2 separate regions of the Hordeum vulgare genome follow, and region 1 is linked to region 2. The links are chromatin contacts, called in public Hi-C maps. All regions are on one chromosome and are shown on one strand. Each heading gives the region's core, a stretch centred on a gene start, on an enhancer-like site or on the middle of the called end of the contact. The rest is flanking DNA. Distances are from core to core; before and after follow the strand shown.

Region 1 (4,889 bases), core at 1,320-3,819, 180 kb after region 2:
TATATAGACATACTTTAGAATATAGATTCATTCATTTTGCTCCATATGTAGTCCTCTAGTGAAATATCTAAAAAAAACTTATATTTAAAAACGGGCGAGGAGTACATGCTAAATGTTCTCAACGTTCACTATTTGTTCACTGTTGCTATAGAAAACGTGGATAAAGAGAAAAATATCAGATTCGTGGAATCTTCTGCTGGCTTTATGGGGGCGAACTAACAACAACATTTTTTTTCAAGAAACAGCAATGGTATATAACTTAGAATTCACTTTCACGATTCTCCTCTAGATGGCTAAGGCCTCCTCTTGAAAGTTTTAATTTCAAGACAAGAATTAGTATCACACGAAATTAGCAAGAAGGCAGTGATGTTCCACACATTCATCAGTAATATGCAGTATGCTGCAACCATAAAGCAATATTTATTTAAACAGAGGTAAAAGATTTGTTTCATTCATCAAATAAATAGTTGGACCAAGAGTTTAATAAAAAAATGAATAGGACCAATTATTGCAAGGCCTCTTCCGGCATGATTTGACCCAATTATCTCCCATCCTAAGAAGGTCTAAAGCTTTGCCTGTTACTTGATGGTATCAAGGAGGATGAATGGAAGGGTGAAATGGTTCCATAAGACACGCCGACCTCAAATGGTCTAAGAGCATCTCTTGTAGTACCCTCAAATTCTCAAAGTAGTTTAAGGGTTGAAAATTGGTATTTTTTGACACTTTTAAGGGTTGAAAAACAGGAACAAAGACTAGAACCCTCAGACCCAACCCTTATAACGGAATATTCCTGCGGGTCAGCGAGGAGAGCTCGGGGCGGCCTCTTGCTGCGGGAGGCGGAGGGCGCGGGGGGCGACGGAGGCGGCCGGGGAGGTCGAGGCGGGCGGCGGCTGGGGAGGTCGAGGCGGGCGGGAGGCGAAGACGGCGGCTGGGGAGGCCGAGGCGGGCGGCGGCGGAGGAGGTCGAGGAGGAGGAGGCGACGGGGAAGGTCGAGGCAGGGGGCGGCTCGGAAGGTGGAGGGGAGGCCGCGACAGCCGGAGAGGCGGCCGCCGGTGATCGGGTGGGCGCGGGAGGGAACTGTTCCCTCCCGCGCTAGGATGGATCGAAGTGAGGATTGGGGTTATTTTCGCTTTCCAACCCTCGCCTTTACAGGTTGGGAGAAAGTTTAAGGGTTGGATCCTTAATTTTTTTTTTAAGGGTTTGAGGATTAAGGGGTTCTAGTCTACGCGTTGTTTGCTCGCATGCTGTAAAAAAAACAGTTATTTTTAAGGATCTAAGGGTACTACGCTCTAACTACCAACAGGCATAGGGAGTGAGTAAAGGCATTGCCTATTTCTGGATTCTTTGGGCACAGTGAGTCCAGTACAGTATCTGCTCTGATGAGAGATGGTGTCGATTTGACACATGACCTATTTCCGTTTTTGCCGTGTCTTTTGTTTGAATGCTGAGCATTGTTGCTGCGATGTCTCTGTCTTTGCATAGCCGTATGCTGCCACTAGAATCAGGTGGACAAGAACATGGCCCCTGGTTCCCCGAGCCTGCACCGTCCTGTTGTCCACTCGCCCCACTCGCCCATGTTCCTCTGATCAATGAATTTACAAAATCCATCTGATCTAATCACGGAGAAATTTATCTGAATGCTAGGGCAACCTACTAACATGGCGAAGTTTACTGACCAGCTCATATAACCGCCGAGCAAAGCGCTAGCTTCACACGGAATTTGTATGAATGAAGATGCTGCGCGCATTCATCAGTACGCTACAACCTCAAATCAGGTGGCCGACCACCACTTCCATTTTTAGTTTCCACAAATGCCAAATAGTCACCGACGTTCTGTTGGACCAAGAAAGCAAGTTACACAGACAGGCGAAATGTCAAATCCGTCTAGACGATGCCAGGGAGGGAGAGAACACGGCAACAGTACAGCAACAGGGACCTGGACCAGTAGCTTCATGGATGGGGATGCAATGGACTTGGATCAGCAGCAGGAAGGAACAGATGAGCTCAGCACATCGACAGTACAGGCAAAAGGAAAAAAAAACAATACGAGCAAGAACAGATGAAGCTCCTCTCTGAGGTTCGTTACAGTACTCGACGGCGTTATTCCATCTTCCGGCGAAGGCCTTGCGCGCGCGCGCGGGGGGTCACTTCATCTTGGCCTCCGTGAAGAGGACGTGCTTGTTGACGCGGGGGTCGTACTTCCTGAACTCGAGCTTCTCCGTGATCCGGCGAGGGTTCTTGCGCTTCACGTAGAAGAACCCCGTGCCGGCGGCCGACACGAGCCTGATGAAGATGGACGCCCGCTTCGCCTTCCCGCCCATCCCTGCCGGCGAAGGTAAAGCTGGAGACGACCGAATCAGATCAGCGCGGAGGTCATTGTGTTGCAGGGCAGGAACCACCCGTTTTGGGGATTAAAGCGAGGGAGAAGATCGGGGGAGAGGAGCGGCTTACGAGGTGGCGGGATTCGACGACGAGGAGGGGCTCACCGGATCGTCGCCTCCCTTTCCCGGTTCTTGGGGCGGCGCGGCGGCTAGGGTTCTGCCGAATAAGCAGGAAATGTTGGTGGGGAGTGCGGTGTGCGAAGGGGGAGGCTATACCTTCCGTGGGCTGGGCTGGGCTGGGCTGTGGCGACTGATCTTATTGTGCGGCGTACTTTTGGGCTTCCAGCTTGAATAGCAAACGAGTTGGCCCTCTTGCAGCAATGCAACACGCCACGCAGACAAAATTCTTCTAAAAAACACGGTCATTTTTTTTAAAAGACAGTTTCATCCGAGATTAAAAAGAAAGTAAAAAAACCGAGATAAAAAAATACCGCTCAAAAGACTGAGATAATCTTTGCCTTTCTTGCTTCATGTTATAAAATGGGGCAGGGGAAACCCCTTTTATTCAAAAAAAAAAAAGACTGAGATAAAAAGACAAGACCGTAGTCAAGATTGCAACTTTTTTTTCTTACTATGTTTCCTCAATGGAAATATTTTGTTTTTGCCACTCTTGCTTTTGCCCAGTTTCCTTATGCCACTCTAGATTTTAACATTTCACTTTTGACATACTTAACTTTTGACAGTTATCACACTTTTCATTCTATGACATAAACAAAAATTATGAAGTGGCAATTGTGATACATCATCAAAATTTAAGATTGAAAAAATTGAAATAAAATTATCTTGTTTATGCCATGGAATGACAAATGTGATAATTCTCAAAAGCTAACAGTGACAAAACTGAAATTTCAAAATCTAGAGTGCCATAAGGAAAATTGGCAAAAACTATAGTAAAAAAGAAATCCCCTTCCTTAATTCCCCCGCCTCTAGCAGTCTCTTTAGCACGGGAAGGTTACTATAACAGATCAAGTCTAGTGTATTGTTTTCATATTATTATTTTTTGCATCAGATGTGTGTTTTCGTGGAGACTGTGCCACACATAACTGAAATTTTAGATCATATTCCATCTTGATGTGTTTTTCAAGGTCTATGCAGCTAACATCATGGAACCCACGGATAGAGAAATTCATAGACCTAGGTAGGATAGGCAAATTGTTAAAGCGAATAGAAATGATGATAGAGATCATACCGAGAAAGAGGATAATTCGGTACGGCTACAACTCTTATTTGAACGAAGTGCAAAAAATGCAATTTTTTTTGTCTAATGGAACAAACACTAATACCTTAGTTGAGTCAGTAAAGATAGGTCTTCTTTCTCTATTCGGGAGCAAAGCTGAAAAGGCTGGAGTTACACTAAAATGGAAACTTTAGAAGTAACAATACAAACAGTACAAAGCGTCTCTCACGTCCATTCTTTTATTAAAGATTTTTCCATCATACATTGGATCCGCAGCTTGTGAACCGGCTTTTTGAAGGGGCGGAGACACCAACCTCGAAGGATAGGGACCTCCTTTTCAAAATATATGTCATTTCACCCGAAATAGAGAGCTTTCGTTTTCTGAAATTACAAGCTTGGATATGGTGATAAGCTTGTCACCATATCGAAGGAGAGTTAATATATATCTGAACATGCTACGCACACAGATATACCTCTTGCAATGGATTGCTTGGTCCTCAGTAGATCGACGGAAAGCCTTGGATTATTCTAACAGATCGCTAACTCCAAATTCAATAGATGGTCATCCCATGTTTTAGCCGGGAGTTCATTTGTGCTTTTGGTTTTCTCCTTCGATATGGTGATAAGCTTGCATTGCAAAAGGTACGTTCAACGATATTAACTTATCACCTATTGAAATGGACATCTCACATAATCTTTTTTAAAACCTTCAAGATTAATCTAGCTTATGTTTTGTCTCTCATAGTTATACAAAAATCATGGTGAAATGTTGAGATGTCGGGCTTGAAAGGAGGTTAATTCAATTGTTAGTTCATATGTTGGATCTTTAGTTCTTTACCATTTGTTTTATTCCAATTTGATTGGTCTGATGTTTATACTTTGTTTAGTTAATACTCTCTCAGATTCATAATGTAGTGCATATTTTAATTTTTGTAAGTCAAACATGTCTACATTTGACCAAGTTTATAGGATTATTTTAGGGAGCGCCATAGTCCGGACAGAGGCGTGGCCTGAGCAGCTGCAGTCAAAGAGAATGAATTTTCATCAATTTCAGAAACAGAGGAACTCAGGCATATATGCCAGTTCGAAACGAGATTCATTCTTAGTGCTTCATTAGGGGGTTCGAAACGAGATTCATTCTTAGTGCTTCATTAGGGGGTTGACTGTCCGACAACTGAATTACAACACCTACATATAGACACAATTCAGTTTGATCGTGACACGAGTTTAAATTGCACACATAGCATGGATCAGATCAAGCTGAATTGTTCAAACTACCAAGTCCCAACACAGAAAAACATTAGGTCGGTCAACAGGCAAGTTCTATGCTA
Region 2 (4,906 bases), core at 2,373-4,872:
GACACGTAGCATTGATATAAGTTTACAGTTCGAGGCAGAAGTCATGAAAGGGGGCGTTAAATAGAGAGATCAGTTACAGGGCTTTGGAAAGGCTGTGAGAGAGGTTTTACTTACAGTGGAGGGGTGGTGAGAGGTTAGCGAGGGAGAAGAACTCGTAGAACGCTCCGAGGCGGGGGCATGCACCGCTCATCTCCGCCTCCAGCTCTGCTGAGACTGCGTCCTCCTTGGCCGCGGCTGCATCGGCATCCTTCGTAGCTGACTCTTCGGGCAGGGGCGGCGGTGAGCCCATGCGGCGCCCACCCAAGGAAGCGGCTGCTGCAGGCTTGGAGCTGGAGTTGGAGGGCTCCTTGGTGGCATCGGCATCCTTGGGGGATGGAGGAGTCGGCAGTGGCGGAGGAGAGCCAAAGGAGGCGGTGCACGCAACGATGTCCAGCAGCCGTCGTACGTGCACCAACGCGCTACCCTCATCGTACTCCCCTGCATTGTGAATTTTTGGAGTTTATAAGATTAGGGTTTACAGATGATTTATCTCTAGACATTATAGAAGAGAATTTAATAGCAATAATAAGATATATGGAAATCAAAGACAAAATAATGCAAATGAAGGTGATGTCAGGTGTATAGGTGTGCAAAGGTACGATTTGCAGAACACACGTCTAGAAACAATGGGTTTAGCCAATCTAAGGGTATCCCTAATCCATCCCCAAAAGTTAACTTCAAAAAACCCGCTCTTAAAATCTAACTGCCAAAATATCATGCGTTTTTCGATGCTGCATTCTAATCGAACCCCAATAATAAAATGCATTAAAATTTAAGTTGTATAACATATATTTAGCCATCATCTATGTTACATACATCTACTGTTTGCTGACTCTTACAGCAAATATTATAGCAAACAACCCTAACAATGATAAAATTTACTCTTGCACGTGGCTAGGGTATTGGGGAGGGCATTGTGGCAGCGGTGGAAGCCAAAATGTTAGAAGAGGGGGGTTGTTTTGGGAATGGATTAGATAAACTTAAGTAAAAAGGGTTTGGGGGAATTAGAAATTTCTTTGGGTTCAATTAAAGATGCCTTGAGAAAATAAATCCTTATTTTGCAGATATAAGATGTACCTTCTACCAGGGTGAGAGTATATGGCTTCAGTGTCACAACATCAGCGCCATCCTTCAAGTGGCCATCACGAGTCTACCGACAAATGAAATCATATAACAGGATTGAATTAAAATGATGTTTGCTACGGTAGTATGAAGAGAAAAAGAAAACGTTATAAATACCTCATGCGAGAGGGAATAGTTTGTGATTGCACATGTGGTGGTGTTGACGCAGAGCAGCCTCCTCACATCGATGATCTTGTCCGTGGAAATCCCCTGCGCCAAGCAAAGAAGGAATACTTGTTGCTGAAATCACGCATCAAGGAAAACAAACAGTGCAGAAAGAACTGTGGCAGCAAGAAGCTAAACCTTGAGAATGACATCGGACTGATCTGGGAGGTTGACGGTGATGTCAATGGCCACAGGGAGCACTGGTAATTCATCGAAGAATTCGCAAATGATCAGCTCAAGAGAGCAACTATCTTCTCTGACCATTGCAAGCAAAAGCCAATCAAGGTATCATGGCAACAATACCTTTCTCATCTTTCTTCTTCTTCTCGCCCTTGGTCTTGCCACGCTTGCTCTTGGGCGCCATGCGCGCGCCAAACGGCGAGCAAGCTCAGCGGAAGATTCCCACCTAGACCATATGGTCAAAAGGAAAATTAAAGATCAGTTGGATTCACAACCGCTACCTAAACATGTGGCACACGTTAGAAGGAACAGAATAGAAGAGAGTGATGGTGGTTGCAGGGGTAGGGCTAGAAAACTGAAGTTAGGACAAAACAGGGAGCTGTCCTTGACATGTGTATATACACAGTATTTAGACGTGAAAGAGACATAGTTACACCCCACAACACAGGATTGACCAGAAAAAGATGTACCAAAGGTAAGAATGAAGTGCAAGCAACAACGGTTGCATTAACGCCATAACGTCAATTCAAGTCAACATTTTTTTTACCTCCTGTGATTCCAAATGAGATAATTGTGTGTAATGATATATAGATGGTACAACTGACCGAAATCCAAAAAAAAAAAAAAATCAAGCGGCCAGCTACAAAGGAAAAGGTATAAAGTATATTATAGAAGAACCAATGGACTAAGTTACATCTGATCCATTATGAAGAAGAAAAATCACTTCGACATAAAATCTGCGCAAATGATGGATAGAAAGAAGACGACTACAGAAGCGTGCAAAGCAGTAGGGGACTGAAATTCAAACCATGTCTGCACCGATGGGCATGGGAACAGACTCAAGAAGTCAAGAGGCTAATTTACCATGACACGGGCAGAAATGCTAAAAATTCTGGATTCCGCATAACTAGTTCACAATAAGAGAGAGATGTTCTGGGAATTGGAAATATACACGACCATTGAAAGGATATCCAATTTCCAATGGGCACAATTTAAGAGAGCTTAGCTGAGAAGCAGCATTCGCTGTTCCATGCCCACACTGCACAACGAGGGAGGCACGGACAATGTTATGCGCTGAGCATATCGAAACACAGAAGGAACCAGGGATATCGATTAAGCGCACGCTAAAACAAAAATCGCCAAGAAAAGGCCACACAGCTGTGAATTCATGCAAACACACACACTCATACAAAGACATATGAAACCAAATACAGTAATAAATAGCAGCTCCAAGAATTTACTAATGGCCTGGCGCTCTGCTGCTCTTGACAGTCTACCGGCAAGGATGAACTGACGGCCCCAGGAGGCAAAATGGAAAGTCAATTTCCCAAGCAATCGGCTAAGGTAAGGAGAGAGGCAGCTGGGATGGGGTGGGTGCACTGGCTACAAGCTAAGCATTACTGGGATGGAACGGAGTGCAGGAGCAGAAGGTGTAGCAGCAACAGCCAACAGCAGTAGGGAGCAGAGGAGCCTAAGAGAGGGAGGGAAAGATAACGAAAGGGGTTGGGGGCGTGGGTTGATAAGGGTGGAACGGTGGAGATTTAAGATAGGGTCCTCATCGGCCCGGTCCGGTTCTCTATTTTTTCGAAATGAAAATGCCGGTCCGGTTCTCTGGAAAATCGTCGTGCTGAGGAGCCGTGACGGAGCGACGCGTTACAGTTTTGTTCGGGGGCTAGACAATAGCCGCCGGACTCAACGGAGTTCATGCTCTGTGGTTCAGTACATGGAGGAAGATTTTCTTCGGCGGAGGGCCAAATTAGCGGGAGAGGATGGGGAGGGCGGGATCTCCGGCCTCGAGTTCGCGCTCAAGCGCCGCCCCCAAGCTCCTCGGGCCTCCTCCTATGCCCGTGCCCCCGTTCCGCGCCGCCACGGCTCGCCATCTCCAACCCCAAGCGATGCAGAGAAACGGGATCGAGAGAGGAGACCGGAGGGAAATGAGAGAGGAGAAGGAAGGGCACCACCTCGACGCCGTGCACGAGCTTTTCCTCGCGCCACCAGCCAGCCATCACCCTGCTGCCGAGGACGAGGTGGAGGCCGACCGCATCCCCGACCCCGAAATGGCCACCAGCGAGGCGGCGGCCTGCGCATCCCGCGCGTGGGGCGCGGACAGCTCCTGGGCATCGTCACTTCCCGCCGTTTCCCCGACTCCTCCTTCCCGCCGGTCCCTCGACTCCCCCGCCTCCTCGCCGCTGCTGTTTTTTTTTTTCCTTTTTCTTTTTGAGGCGATGCGTGGAGGAAGAAGAGGAATGGATTTGGAGGCAAACCCTATTTAGCGCCACCGGTGTAGATTACATGCAAATTTTGCTAACCGACGCCTGCAGCACTTTATAATAGGCCGGTCCATTTAGAAATCCGGTCTGTACTTTAGTTCATGGACTATTTTTTAAATTGATGATTTTTTAAAAAAATCAATGAACGTAATTTAAAATTCGTGAACTTTTTTCAAAATTTATGAACTATTTTTTTTAAAACTGATGATCTTTTTTTGAAAATTTATGATTTTTTTTAATCCTTTGAATTTTTTGAAAATCAATGAACATATTTTCAAAATCGGTGAACATATTTTCTTAATCATTGAACTTTTTCGCAAATCTGAATTTTTTGAAATTCTATGTTTTTTTATTTTTTAATGACCAAGGCATTCTATATGGACTGGTCCACGAGGAGGAGCGCTGCAGGCTCGGGTTTCCCTAACCGACGCTGAAGGCGTCACATAGGAGGTCCCAAATTTGAAACACTATTAAAACAACACGTTCAGAATATCAGAGCACAAAAGGTTGCTTCATGGTCATGGGCTTTCAGCCGGACCAGCTGTCATGACGTTCATAAGAGCAATTAGTTGACGAGTGCTTCTTCAAGAGCCTCCCAACAATCATTTTCAGACGTCGTCATTTTGCGCGTTCTCAACCGTCGTCACGTGTCACGTTTAAACGTTTATTTATTTTCTTTTTATTTAACTTTTTCACACGTGTTTTCGATGTCTTATAGTCGACGTTTACATGACACCATTAAGAGAAGTAACAACATTCGTATCATCAAAATATCAAACGAATACCAACTTTATATGATTACTTATGACAAGACTTCTCCCATGTCCTGGGAAACAATAATTACTACTCACACATCATCAACATGTTCAAGATCGGAGGTGTAACAATAATAATTAAGGATCTCAACATAATAGCTTCCACCAAGTAATTCAACAAGCATCAACTACAAGATGTAATCAATACAACTAGTAACCCACATGTACCAATTTGAGGTTTTGAGACATGTATTGAATACAAGAGATGAACTAGGGTTGGAGATGAGATGGTCCTAGTGAATATGTTGATGAAGATTGGTCCTCCCACGAAGGAGGGAGCGTTGGTGATGACGATGGCTTTGATTTCCCCCTCCC

The links. Hi-C and Micro-C count contacts between places; a contact is called where the count stands out from the background.
Region 1: a contact with region 2 is called in a Hi-C map of leaf, with 2.9 times the contacts expected there. The contact joins the promoter of LOC123444473 here to the promoter of LOC123444471 in region 2. A contact is called at or near these places in 3 of 6 Hi-C or Micro-C datasets (leaf and seedling) and 1 of 1 datasets of contacts at active chromatin or transcription factors (embryo).

What each region holds. Positions count from the first base shown.
Region 1 is chr3H:497,488,840-497,493,728 of MorexV3_pseudomolecules_assembly, forward strand. LOC123444473 (50S ribosomal protein L33-like) reads right to left here and starts at 2,570. Exons shown (of 2, transcript XM_045121191.1): 1 at 2,452-2,570; 2 at 1,760-2,341. The coding sequence starts at 2,321. The coding sequence ends at 2,145. LOC123444474 (triacylglycerol lipase SDP1-like) reads right to left here. Exons shown (of 5, transcript XM_045121193.1): 5 at 4,672-4,889. The coding sequence ends at 4,887.
Region 2 is chr3H:497,308,172-497,313,077 of MorexV3_pseudomolecules_assembly, forward strand. LOC123444471 (protein TSS-like) reads right to left here and starts at 3,623. Exons shown (of 26, transcript XM_045121187.1): 1 at 3,468-3,623; 2 at 1,630-1,732; 3 at 1,465-1,526; 4 at 1,279-1,371; 5 at 1,117-1,189; 6 at 115-477. The coding sequence starts at 1,690.